2 separate regions of the Sus scrofa genome follow, and region 1 is linked to region 2. A link is a contact called in public HiChIP or PLAC-seq data. All regions are on one chromosome and are shown on one strand. Each heading gives the region's core, a stretch centred on a gene start, on an enhancer-like site or on the middle of the called end of the contact. The rest is flanking DNA. Distances are from core to core; before and after follow the strand shown.

Evidence for each region. HiChIP or PLAC-seq counts read pairs in DNA pulled down with a chosen protein or histone mark.
Region 1: a contact with region 2 is called in an H3K27ac HiChIP or PLAC-seq map of skeletal muscle. The contact joins the enhancer-like site here to the promoter of TMED10 in region 2. A contact is called at or near these places in 2 of 5 promoter capture datasets (fetal skeletal muscle and skeletal muscle), 11 of 47 Hi-C or Micro-C datasets (blood, embryonic fibroblasts, fibroblasts and 5 more) and 2 of 2 datasets of contacts at active chromatin or transcription factors (alveolar macrophages and skeletal muscle).

Annotation. Positions count from the first base shown.
Region 1 is chr7:98,458,453-98,465,480 of Sscrofa11.1, forward strand. LOC110261632 (a long non-coding RNA gene) reads right to left here and starts at 890. Exons shown (of 2, transcript XR_002346016.1): 1 at 234-890. Within about 2 kb of position 5,764, at least 42 of the 83 cell types and tissues checked have an H3K27ac peak or open chromatin away from gene starts, as enhancers often do. A contact at or near this core is called in alveolar macrophages, fetal skeletal muscle, liver and 4 more, where this site is marked.
Region 2 is chr7:98,358,843-98,365,932 of Sscrofa11.1, forward strand. It overlaps TMED10 (transmembrane emp24 domain-containing protein 10), which reads right to left and starts at 3,810. Exons shown (of 5, transcript XM_001926711.5): 1 at 3,505-3,810. The coding sequence starts at 3,729.

The sequences.
Region 1 (7,028 bases), core at 4,514-7,013, 100 kb after region 2:
TTTGGATTTGAGGAATTGGATCCAATAGAGCAGCATGGTTCAGAGCAGAAACTCAGCTTTGAGACCTGGCTCCTCGACCCTAGGCACTTTGGTTTCCTCATCTATGAAAGGGGTAATAACTGTATCCACCTCTTGGAGTTATTGTGAACATTAAATAAGTTAGTGTGTATAGAGCTTATTGCAGTGCCTGGGTACACAGGAGTATTATAGAAGTGTTAGGTATTATGTATTACCTTTATAACTTCAGGGGAGAAAATATATACCTTCTGGAGCAAGCACAGGCTTCATTTCATTCAAGAAAAAGTTTCTGAGTGTCTCCTCCGCATCAGGTGCTGGATTCAGATGTGAAGAAGACACAGTCCTCAAAGAATTCCTGGTCTAGAAAGGGAGAAAGACTCATAAATGCATCACACACACTGTGACAATGAAAATTAATATGAGAAATGCATGTGTTACAGGAAGGGGGGGAGTGATGAGCTCTGTCTGGGGGAGTCTTTGGGAAGGCGACCTCTGAGCTGAGCTTTGAAGATGGATGGAGTTTGCTAAATGGACAAATGGCAGGTCGTGGATTCCAGGAGGCAGAGGAATATGCACGGTAAAGGCATAGACTCAGAAGACAATGCACTTGGTTTCCAGGCTATAGACTCTGGGGGTGAGGGAAGAGCAGGGGGAGGCGTAAATTAGAGAACATCGTATAAATATATTTGATTTCGTTTACATCAATATCATAGTATCAAAGTGGAGAGGGCTAGAGATAGGTCAAGAAGAGGTGACTGTGGCTAGATCATGAAGAGCCTGGTATTTACTTAGCTCAGTTGTGTGTAGGCTGAACCCAGGCAGTGGTGGTGGGAATGGGGAGGGAACAAGAGGTAATTAGGGGGTAGGACTGCCGGGACTCTGTGATTAAGTGGATGTGGGAGGTGAGGGAGAGGGAGGAAACCCAGCTCACTCCCAGGTTTACCAGGCTGGACACAAGGAGGTTTGTGGGTCTACCCATGACTTTGTGGCTCTGGGAAGAAGAGCAGATAAAAAGGTGGGGATAAAAAGGTAAGGTCGGTGTTGGACAGGTTGAGTTCAAGGTGCCTGTGGAATATCCTGGGGCGGGGGTGTAGGCGGTTGGAATTACAAGGTAGAGGTTCTAAGATGTCAATTTATAGAGCTTGTCTGGAGGCATGTGGTTGGATAGAACCTGGAGCCCTAGGACATATTATTGATAATGGCTAACATTTCACACGGGCTTCTAAGTGCCAGGCTGAACTATGCCCTTTGCAGGCAATGCTAAATCAGGGACCATATTTGCTTTGCTAATCATTTTGCCTCTAGCAACTACTGCTTTGTTGAATGAATGCTCTCATTCCGGGCTTACCACAAAGCATTTAGGCAGATATGATGCGGAACCTCATTTTACCAGGATCCTCATTTTACTAATATGATCTAGGAAAGGTTAAGTAAGTTAACCAAAGTTGCACAGCTGCCAAGTGGTAGATCTGAGATTTGTTTGTTTGTTTTTTAGGGCCGCACTAGCAGCATGTGGAGGTGCCCAAGCTAGGGGTCTAATTGGAGCTACAGCTGCTGGCCTACGCCACAGCCAGAGCAAAGTGGGATCTGAGCCTCGTCTGCAACCTACACCACAGCTCACGGCAATGCCAGATCCTTAACCCACTGAGCGAGGCCAGGGATTGAACCTGCAACCTCATGGTTCCTAGTCAGATTTGTTTCTGCTGCACCACGATGGGAACTCCTAGATCTGAGATTTGAAATCAGCTCTTTATAGTCCAAAGTGCTAACCGCTTTGCTAGAGTGTTAAATCTGCCCCCAAGGGAGTTCCTGTTGTGGCTCAGTGGTTAACGTACCCGACTAGTATCCATGAGGATGCAGGTTTGATCCCTGGCCTCGCTCAGTGGGTTAAGGATCCGGCATTACTGTGAGCTGTGGTATAGGTTTCACACGAGGGTCGGATCCCGAGTTGCTGTGGTTGTGGTGTGGGCCAGTGGTTACAGCTCTGATTCAACCCCTTCAACCCCTAGCCTGGGAACCTCCATATGCCACGGGTGTGGCCCCAAAAAGAAAAAGGAAAAAAAAAATCTTCCGCCAAATATGTACCTCTAGGATCTGGTATGAGCCTCTAAGCCCTCTGAGATGTTTCCTCTGCCAAATCAGGAGTGGGATTCAAAAATCTCAAACCTCCCTTACAGGAGTTCCTGTTGTGGTGCAGTGGAAACAAATCCGACTAGGAACCATGAGGTTGCAGTTTCGGTCCCTAGCCTCTCCAGTGGGTTAAGGATCTGGCATTGCCATGAGCTGTGGTGTAGGTCAAAGAGGCAGCTTGGATCCTGTGTTGCTGTGGCTGTGATGTAGGCTGGCAACTGTTGCTGTGATTCGACCCCTAGCCTGGGAACCTCCATATGCTGTGAGTGTGGCCCTAAAAAGCAAAACAAAACAACCTCCCTTCCAGCTTCAAGACAATGACAATGTTAGATGATGACTGTGGAAATGCATGGAAGGGGCCCATCCCGTATCATTTAAGGTGGAGAGCCCGAGCAGTGTATGCAACGCTACAGTGGGACGCCAGGCAAGTTCCAGGTACAGGTAAAGGCGGTGGACTAGTGTTCTACTTCTGTTTGACAGATTACTGCAAATTGAGCAGTTTAAAATAACACACTTACTATCTCCCAGCCTCTGTGGGTCAGGAGTCCAGGCACAGCTTAGATCAGTCCTCTGTTCAAGGTCTCACAAGGTTGTAAGCAAGGTGTCAACCAAGCGCATTCTCAGCTGAATGCTTGAATGGCGAAGAGTCTGCTTCTGAGCTCATCCAGGTTGTTGGAGGACTTGACTTCCTTGGGATTGGATAACTGAGTCCTGAGCTTTTGCTGGTTGTCACAGGGGAGCCACCTTCAGGCCCAGAGGCCGCTCATAGTTCCTTGATGTGTGAGCTTCCTCAACATGGCTGCTCGCTGTATCTAGCCCACCAGGAGAACCTACTAGGTCTGCATGTCTATGTAAAATGACATCATCTAGGGGTGAAATCCCATCACCCTTGCCCTATTCTGCTGCTTAGAAGCAAGTCTCAGGTTCCACCTGCACTCAAGGGGAGGGAAACCCAAATCCCCTACATGGACACCTGGAGGCAGGAATTATTGGGGGTCACACCAGGGTCTGTCATCAACAAGGGGTCATATGACCTGCTGAGAATTTAAAAGTAATAAATGGCATATGGAAGTTCCCAGGCAGCCACAGCAACAACTGATGTGGGCCGGATTTGCGACCTACACTGCAGTTCAGGGCAAGGCCGGCTCGTTAACCCACTGAGAGGGGCCAGGGATTGAACCCGCATCCTCATGGATACTAGTCAGGTTTGTTATCGCTGAGTCACAATGGGCACGCTCTAGTATCCTTATTTTATGGATAATATCGTGTAGGGGCCCAGGAGGATTATGATCTGCTCAAGATTATCCACCTAGAGTGGTGGGAGCTAGAATTTGAGTCTGGATAGTGTGGTTCCCATGATTGAATTTTAGACACCAGTAAGATAAAACAAAGCAAAACCAATTTCCCCAACAACCTTGCAGGCCGAGGAAGCCCTTCAAAAAGGACAGGCAGGCTTCCTTCTTTCTATTCCTGACCTGCCCCTGCTGGATCCTCGGCTGAGGGACAGCCGGTTTCCCAAAGACCTGCCAGAGAGGGTGCTCTCTCGGCATCCCCTCTCCGCCTTCTCAGCACCCTCGCCGCGCCTCTGCCCTCGTCTGCCAAGCCCAGGTCTCTCCCGGCCCTTCCCAGCTTCCGGCCTTTTGCTCCAGGCCAGGTCGCAGGGTCAGGCAGTGCCAGGAGCTCACAAGCCCTCTATTTACTGTTTGGTTTCCATGGTGACACGTAGGCGCCGTCAGCGCCTCGCGTCATCTGCCCCGCAGCGCGGCCCCCGCCCGGCGCCGTGACGTCTGTCCGTCGCTTCCGCTCTGCCCATATTTGGCGCAACAGCCGCGTCGCGGGTAGGGAGGAGTCTGAGAGCCGGACTCCGGCCTCGCCCCGCCCCTGTCCCCGGCCACGCCCCCGTGGGGGGGCTTCGGCCCCTGTGTTCCACGCCACCCGCTACCTTTTCCTGGGACCTGAACGGAGGCGAGGGGCGGTGGCGATGGGGACCCCGAGGGAGGGCGTGGATGACTGATAGATGAGCGCAGGGGTCCCAAACATATCTTGTCTTGTTAAGGCTGCAGCCAAGATTTGGGCTGTCTCGTCTGCTTTGGGTGGGTGAGCTGGGATCACGATTTTCTCACTCTGTGCCCGGAAATCATGGAAACAGCCATCCCTCGCCTCACTCCATATTACATTTTATAGGCTTGATTTTAAAATTCTCCCATGGCCCAGTGGAAAGCTTTGAAGACTGAGGTTTTGGGATGACTGCTGTGCCTTGGGGGATAAGTGACCTTGGGAAGGTCACTTCCAGGTACCTAGCCTGGTAAAATGAACTGTGGGGGTGGGGCCCAGTGTCATCAAGCTTGAAAGGGGAGATCATCCGTCACTTTTTAATTGATGGGGGGCATGACATAGTGAAATATCAGTGAGGTTCTTTGAAGACCCTTACACTTCGGACCCCTCAATTCGGAACCCCATAGTAATTGGATTTATGAGTCTCTCTGTGCCTTGCTCATACTAGGCACTTGATTAACTGTAGTTAGCTGGTAATTGAATGAATCAGGCAAATTACCTTCGGATTTCACCTTCATAAATCCAGACCCCCGCAATTCCTCTTACAGGCGGAAGAAGGAATATTGCCGCGATGATTAATAATCGCGCAGCAGGGTTGCTGATGTATAGCGATTTGCAGATGTAAAGGGCAATAAACATTCCTGGGAGGAATGTAGTGAGATTCCAGAAGTCTCGGAGGGAGCCGTGGGTGTGTGCCGTCTGGCCTTGAGGGCGGGGGTGGGGCGGGCAGTGCCGCAGTGGCCACTGCTGGGGGAGCCGACTGCGGGTGTGGGATTAACTCTTCAAGATGCTTGGTTGCAAATCCCACGCCCCCCCCCCCAGCTCCGCCCCCGCTCTAACCCCTGCCCATTCCTCAGTTCTTCTGGCCCAAGGAGTGTGCGCTTTTCATAATTTCAGAGCTAGAACGCACATCAGATAATATTCCTTTAATTCAGCCTTTGAATTTTACAAATGGGGGAACTGAGACAGAGAAATTGGTTCAGCCCTACAAACTTGCACAGCTAGTTAGAGAGATAAATGTCAAGATTTCGGGCATTTCAAACTAGTGTTTCTTCCACCTCACCTCTAACCCCCTCTGTTCTTGTGGCTTCAGGACCCTGTTGCCTGGCTCAGATAGTGGAATGTACAGTAAGGCTAAATACTGACTTCAGGACTCCTAAAGGGTGCCAGTAGCAGCCTACTGCCCCATATAGCCCTCAGCATAACCCTAGGGCCTGGGGGTGATGGTCAGGAGGTGTGTAGTCCCCCCAAACCACACGCATTCCCCCTCCCAGTGGCTGGAATGGCTCCCCTCGTCCAGAGAACCTGAGTTGGCTGTCCTGCAACCAGTCTTAGACAAGCACTTGGTCATTTTTCAAAGTTACGAAAGCCTCCCATTAAGTTTTTCTCAGTCAAGACGATAGCAGAAGGCATCTGTAGCCTGATGGAAACCCCTTTTCTGCTCCTTGGAAGCTCAGACCGAGAAGACTGATGCCCACGGATCGGCCCGGGCCATCCCAGCCACCCGGTAGATTTGAAGAGTCTGGGACCCTTCGCCTTTCTCGCTTGATTGCACTTGGGGCTCTAGCAGCAGAAGTGGCAGCTCTGCCCCCTGGTGGACATTCTCCAATTCCAGTAACGGCAGCAGGGCTGGGGGAAAAGATTTTCTTTGTTTACCCTGATGGAAATAGCAAAACTTGGCAGAAAAACCTCAGTCCCAGATTTTCCTCTCTTTAGTTTATTTCTGAGCATCTGGTTTATTTGGACAGAGAACACGCTTCTCTTGTTTCTCTTGCCTGGACTGCTTTTTTTCCCTTCCTGCTAGCCAAAGCTTGCCCCTTCTTTCAAACGCTATTTCAAATTCCGCTTCCTTTGTTAACAACTTTTCTGACTCCTCTCCTCTGTATCTTATGAAATACTGCCGTGCACAGACATGCTGTCTTTACTGTTGTTTCCTTGAGAGTGGAGGCCAGGTTCTGGGTGTCATAGACCTCCATCATGCCCACCGTGTGTCTGGGGACAAGACGTGCTCTCAACCCTGTGATGGTGAATGAAGTAATTGATTGATTTCCATAGACGCAACGCCAAGCCTTTGCTTCGATAAACCTTCTTCTCAGTTCTTTGGGGAAATCTAGGTAGTGATCTAGACGGCCTTGCACAAGATGCAGTTTCACAAAGTAATTTCACAAGAGAACCACCCCCAGAGAGGGATGGGGAAGTGTGAAATGGACTGCCAGATGAGGAGGGTGGAGACACAGGAAGGTCAAAGGACAGAGAATTGGGGGGCGCATGGGGGGGGCGGGGGGCCCTGTTCTTGGGATCTGCTTCTGGCAGCAGAGCCTCTAGAGTCAGGTCTAGGCAGATGCATCACTTGCTGTGTGGCCTCAGGCAAGTTTACTCTCTCCTCTGTGCTTCAATTTTCTCCTCTGAAAAAAGAACCACCCATCTCTTAGCGATATGGGGAGGGTAAATGGAGATGATATTTGCAAAGTGCAAAATAGTGCCTGGCACAAAAGGAAGGGCCATCGAACAGTTTATCAATCTATTTTCCATTTTAGCTGTCTTGTAAATGGAATGAGGGAAGATGATATGATCTCTCTCTCTCTCTTTTTTTGGCCTTTTTTAGGGCTGTACTAGTGGCATATGGAGGTTCCCAGGCTAGGGGTCGAATCGGAGCCAGCCTATGCCACAGCCACAGCAAGGTGAGATCCGAGTTGCATCTTTGACCTACACCATAGCTCATGGCAATGGCAGATCCTTTAACCCACTGAGCGAGGCCAGGGATTGAACCTGTGTCCTCATGGATGCTAGTCGGATTCGTTTCCACTGTGTCACCATGGGAACTC
Region 2 (7,090 bases), core at 2,560-5,059:
CATAAAATATAGGACATTCTTTAAGGACTACCGACCAACAATACAATTGGAGGCATATAAAAAAGGGGGAGGAGGGAAAGAATGGACTGCTCTAGATTATAAAGAGACTTGAGAGATGCAACTTAATTTTAAATAGATATTTTTGAGACAAGTGGAGAAATCTGAATATGAAGTGGGTATCATTAGATGACATTAAGGAATTACTGCTAATTTTTCGAGGTATGATTATAGCCACAGAACACTGTGATTAAATTCACATTTTTAAAAGAAAGTCAGGCTGAAGTATGCAGGACTGAAATACCATGACATCTAGGATTTACTTTAAAACCAAATGAGAAGAAAGAGGCAGTTAAGATGAAATAAGTGTGGCAAGATTCTAAAAACCAGGAGCTTTCACATCAAAATCAGGATTTCTGGGAGTTCCCAGTGTGGCTCAGTAGAAACAAATCTGACTAGTATTGGTGAGGACCCAAGTTCGATCCCTGGCCTCTCTCAGTGGGTTAAGGATTCAGTGTTGCTGTGAGCTGTGCTGTAGGTCCCAGACATGGCTCAGATCTGATGTTGCTGTGGCTGTGGTGTAGGCCAGCAGCTGCAGCTCTGATTCAACCCCTAGCCTGGGAACTTCCATATGCTGCGGTGTGGCCCTGAAAAGACAAAAACAAACAAACAAAAAACAGGATTTCTGGTTTTTTGAAAAATCAGATATGGCAACAAGGCCCACATAAAGAGATGAGTACTAACTACTTCAAATTGAGTTTTCACAACTTCCAATTATCCCCCATTTATCATCACTGCTGTCTGTCTGTCTTTCTCTCTCTCTCTCTTCTTTTTAGAGCTGTATGCACGGCATATGCCAAGTTCCCAGGCTAGGGGTCAAATCTGAGCTAGAGCTGCCAACCTACACCACAGCTCACGGCAATGCCAGATCCATAACTCACTGAGCAAGGCCAGGGACTGAACCTGAGTCCTCATGGATACTAGTCAGGTTTGTTAACCGCTGAGCCAAGAAGAGAACTCCCACTCCTGCTGTTTTTCTTATAGCTGGCCCAAATCATTCATTTATGTTACCGACTTAGCATTTGAGTTAAGGCCCCAGGAGTAGTCCAATTAAGCTGGTTGGTAGCAGAAGAAAAGAGCAGACATAACTGATGGCAAAATGCCTGCAATGCAGGTGCACAGACTTCTGCTGCTTAAGTCCTTCAGCAGCCTCGGATACAGACGTAACACCCATAAGACCATGCTACACTATGTGCTCCCTGTATTAAGAGCTTCCTGGAAGCAAGGTGGTATGTTTGACATTCTGAAAAATATGAACATGAATAAAATTCTTGCCCTCAGGATACTAATGGTCTAATAAGGAAGACAAGATACAAGTAATTACAATTTAAGATGAAAATATGTTGAGTTTAGGGTACTGTTCAGGATGGCGCATATGTAAAATGCAAAGCGGGGAGCGGCAAAGCAGTTACAGTTTCAGGAACAGATAATGAGCACTACAGAGTATACCGGGAAATCTATTTATTTTTTTTTTTTTGCTTTTTATTTAGGGCCACATCTGTGGCATATGGAGGTTCTCAGGCTAGGGATCAAATAACATATGCTGCTGGCCTATGCCACAGCCACAACAATGGATCTGAGCCACGTCTGCAACCTACACCACAGCTCACAGCAATCCTGGATCCCCAACCCACTGAGTGAGGCCAAGGATCGAACCTGCATCCTCATGGATACTAGTGGATTGTTTCCACTGCGCCACAACGGGAACTCCTATTGAGAAATTTAAACTTTACCAGATAAGGAATAGTGAGCCTCTGGAAGGTTTTAAAATGTAAGTACAAATCAGAGGGGGCAACACGAGAGATGAGAATAAAGTCTCTTTCACTGCTAAAATTCTCTGATCCTATGCACTACATACATAGAATCGAGCCAGAAGCGTGATCCCCAAATTGTTGCACCTAAGCCTCTAAAATCACGCCATCATGGTTTTCTTGGCTAGACAGAAATAAAAGCCTCAGTCATTATGCAACAGTCCTATAATTTTTCATCTCTCAAAGTTTAAGTAAGAAATTGCATCTATTATGACTATTGCATTCCAATACCTTAAGCTTTTTTTTTTTTAGCTTCTTAGGGCTGCACCTGCTGCATATGGAGGTTCCCAAGCTAGGGGTCTAATTGGAGCCACAGCTGCCGGCCTAAGCCACATCAAATCCGAGCCACATCTGCGACCTATACCATCGCTCACAGCAACTCCAGATCCTTAACCCACTGAGCAAGGCCAGGTATCGAACCACAACCTCATGGTTCCTAGTCAGATTCATTTCCGTTGCGCCACGATGGGAATTCCTCCAATACTTTAAGCTTATGTACTTAAAGCTCTATTAAAACGTAAAAATGTTTCTTCCTATTTAGTTCAAGACCCGTACTGTTAAAAACAAACAAAAAAAAACCCCATATGGGGTTCCCTTGTGGCACAGCTGGTTAAGGATCCAGCTGTTGTCACTACAGTGGCTCTGTTACAGCTTTGTCTGGAGGGTTTGATCCCTGGCCCAGAAACTTCCACATGCCCCAGCAGGCCAAACAAACAAAACCCCCACATGCTTACTGCAAATGAATAAAACCACCTAAAACAAAACCCAATCTTAAGAGATATCAAATCATGTTAAGGTTTCAAAGAGGAGGCCTGGTCATTCTAACTGCAATATGGGACCAAAGTGACATAATTGGTAATAGCTGTCCAAGAGTATAGTTAAAATTTACACAAAACTTGGCCAAGTCCAGATTCTGGGGTACGGGAAAGAAAAGTACAAGAGACTGAGACCATTTCGTGACCAATAATGGACTTGAATCAATCACAGGAATTACAAATAAAAGGCAAGGAGAGTCTAAGATTGCAGCACTTTTCCGTCACTTTACTCAACTCCTAAACTAAGAATCACCAGTTTGTTCTCCAACTTCTGAGCCTCAATTGTGTAAAATGAGGTCAATAGTACCTACTACACAGGGTAATGTACGAACTAAATGTATGTACAGTACAGAACCTGACACACGGCTAATGCTCAAGAAATAACAGCTTTTACTATTCACAGCTCGCTTAAATGCTTCCATTATTTTCCTGCAGGTATCAATGTGTCTTAGGATGCTGGTCCCCACAAACACTCGGCATCCATAGATTTCTTTGGAGAACCAAGTTACAGTTCAAGGTACTTAAGACCAAAACAGGTATAGGGCCACGACAACGACCCAAAGTCGAAGCCACTGCAGCTCAACTGTCACCACATCCGCCAAGGCCTGGCGGCCCTTCAATGGGTTCCCGGCTTTGGCGCCCAGCCCCGCCCAGCGAACGCCAACGAGGAGGATGAGGGGGCGGTCTCGGCGGCTCGCCCCGAGCGCTCGGGGAGGCCAGGCCGCCCTCCAGACCTCAATCTGCAAGACTCCCCAGGTTCTCCGCCACCGCGCCGACGCCTGTGGTGTATCCTCCCCGCCCCTCGCCCCCGACGGTCGCACCTTGAGGTGGGTGCGCGGGCCGCCAGCGCCCCCAGACTGGTCGGTGATCTCGTACGCGCCCGTCACCAGCAGGTCCTTGTGGATCTCCTCGCGGAGGCACTTGCGGGAATTAACGGGCAGATGGAAGGAGATCGTGAGGACGGAGCTGGGGCCGAGCAGGAATAAAAGCAGCAACGCTAGCGGGCAAGGGCCACGCAGGGCTTGTGGATCAGACAAGCCAGACATGGTGCCGGAGACTGTTCACCACCGTGGGCCTGTATCGCGCCGGAACCGGGAGGGCCCACGTAACTCACCTCTGACCTTTCAATACTGCCGGCGCCATTTTGGAGGCTGGCAAATAGATTAAAAATGTACAGTAAGTCTTTTAAAGGGAAGTGGGGATATGATAACATATCGTACTCACAGATTAACGTGGTTAAATGAGATTTCCCAGACGTTTCCCCGAAAAGTTTCGTTTTTGTTAAGCTCAGTCAGCCATAGCAAGTATGGGCAGCCCTGGAAGTAATTCTCCTTTAAATTCCGGAAGTAGTGCCCTGAAGTTTTAATGGTCTGTGATACCATAGCAACTAAGCCCCAATAGGAAACAGCCACAATGCCAATTGCTGGGCCCGCCTTCCGACCTCCGGAGAGCACCCGGAGGGGGCGGAGATGCAGGCAGAGTAGGTGCCGTCCCAGTGACGTGGTGACCGTTGGGACTTTGAGCGCTCGAGAGGAAGACCTCAAGAGGCCGAGGAAAATTTGCAATCTGGCTATTAAGCGAGCAGGAGCCAGAACCTCAGAGAAGGAGTAGAGGTCGCCTGGTGAATGTGAGCTGGAACCGTCCAGTTCATGCCCCTGAGCTGGGGTATTTGGGCTGGAGTAACTGATTTCTGAATATGCATCTTATGTAACAGACATTAAGCACCTACTATGCTAGGTGGTATTCAAACTAAATTTGGATTCTGTATTTAAATTGAATAAAACACGCTTTTAGTCCAGTGTTGGAGATGGACCTAATGTGTTTTACCAGATAAGCATTGTCCAGGGAAGCCAAGTATTGATGTGTTTTAAATGTTTAAAACACTTTAGGGATCAAATTGGCAAGTCCGTAGTAAGGAAACCTACATGGTAATCATGCATGCTTTTGTTTAACAAATATTTATTGACTACCTACTATGTGCCAGACACTATCCCATGCATGCCTACTGACATGTTTATTGAGTCAACAAACCATTAGGGGGATGCTATAAAATATTCAGAGCTGAAGAAAGTAGGAAGTTGAAAAAGTACTCATCAGCCTATGTTTAGAATTATCTACTTTGATTCATGTTTATTGAGCATCTACAGAAATACCAAGAAGATGGACTGTATGCTTTTAACAAATTAAACAGTTGTTCTGTGTTTATAACTCCTTTCAGACTATTTCCTGGAACTGAAATCCCACAAACAAAACAAGAACAAACAAAAGAGCTGTAAAGCATTTTAAAATTTGACAAATGTCATATAATAATTATTTTATGAGGTGTCCACTTAGGAACATTTAGTTTGACTATTTTATCCCTCATCTAAGATACCGATGGTAATTTATTCAGAACACCCTGGTAATTTGCATTGGCCATTAGCTTTTTCCCTGGGGAGGGTGGGGGGAGGATCAATACCAAGCAGTTATCTAATTCCCTGTTTACTCTCAGTCCTGAGGCTTTGCCGACCATCAGCAAGAGATTTGCAAACCCATGAAATACCTGTGTGGTTTTTACCTTTAAATTACTTTTTTTTTTTTTTTTTTTTTTAGGGCCACACCCAGGGCATATGGAAGTTCCCAGGCTACGGGTGAATTGGAGCTACAGCTGTTGGCTTACGCCACAGCCACAGCAACGCCAGATCCAGATCCGAGGCAACCTACACCACAGCTCAGGGCAACATTGGATCCTTAACCCACTGAGCAAGGCCAGAGATCCAACACGCATCCTCGTGGATTCTAGTCAGGTTTGTTTACCATTGAGCCACGAGGGGAACTCCTAAATTTCTATTTTATATTTAAATGACAGCTTATATGTTTTAAAATATTTTCACATATATTAGTTATCTCATTTGGCATTTTCAAAAACCATGTGATGTAGGCTGGGCAAATCTGTTCATTTTACAGATGAGGAGAAGTTCTGAGAGGCCAAAGAACTTTCATACCCAAAGTCCCATAGTTTAAAAGTGACAAAGTCGGTCTAAGGGCCTGAGCCTTCTTCAGAAAGGCACTATTATTTTATAAGTGAAGAAACAGAAAAATTGAGTTACTTTCCTAAATTACAGCTCTCAGGTCCTGATCCTGTGTCCTCACTTACCCTGGCCTGCAGCTCTTTCCTTTCCCCCTTCCTTCCTTCTGTTTTTCTTCTTAGTACTCACCACTGTCTAAGCCTCATGCATTTTACTTACACACTTATTAATCTGTCTCCCTGACTGGGATTTCTTTTTTGTGAGGGACAGGGATTTTTGTCTGTTTTGTTCACTGCTTTATCTTCTAAATCTAAAATAGTGCCTGGTGCTTAGAAGGCACAATAAATAATGGTTCAATGAATGCAAGAATAATTCCTTAGCTCCTAACAAAGTCTAATAGTAAAATTCTTCTGTTATTCCTTTGCTGTTTTCACACAAATTTATTTAACCCACAATGTATCCAAAGTGTAGGTACTATTTCATTTTCACCAACAATATGCAAATCTTTATTTTTTGTCTTTTTAGGGCTGCATCCATGGCATATGGAGGTACCCAGGCTAGGGGTCCAATTGGAGCTGTAGCCACCGGCTTAAACCACAGCTCACGGCAACGCCGGATCCTTAACTCACTGAGTGAGGCCAGGTATTGAACCCACATCCTCATGGATACTAGTGGTGTTCGTTAACTGCTGAGCCACGATGGGAATGCCACAAATCTTTTTTTTAAATTGAAAAATGGGAGTTCCTGTTGCAGCGCAGCCGAAACAAATCCGACTAGGAAATATGAGGTTGCAGGTTCCATCCCTAGCCTCGCTCAGTGGGTTCAATGAGCAGTGAGCTGTGGTGTAGGTAGCAGACATGTCTCAGATCTAGCGTTGCTGTGGCTTTGGCATAGGCCGGTGGCTACAGCTCCGATTAGACCCCTAGCCTGGGAAGCTCCATATACCGAGAGTGCGGCCCTAAAAGGACAAAGGGCAGAAAAAAAAAAAAAAAATTGAAAAGTGTGTCCTTATTTCTATATAAGGACATACACATACAAAAATCTCCCCTCTAGGTTGTAGTACTAGAGGGCAGAGTAGATCCTAGCAACTAGAATTTTTCCTGTCTTTTTAGGGCCACACTCATGGAAGTTTCCAGGCCAGAGGTTGAATTGGAGCTGCAGCCACCGGCCTACACCGCAGTCCCAGCAACACTAGATCCGAGCCGTGTCTGTGACCTACACCACAGCTCACAGCATCACTGGATCCTTAACCCACTGAGCAAGGCCAGGGATCAAACCTGTGTCCTCATGGATACTCATCAGATTCATTTCCCAGGAACTCCCAAAATAGAATTCTTAAACTCTGCATCTGCATTAAACAAGGTACCATTTGAAATCTGGAGAAAAGGCCTCATTCTGA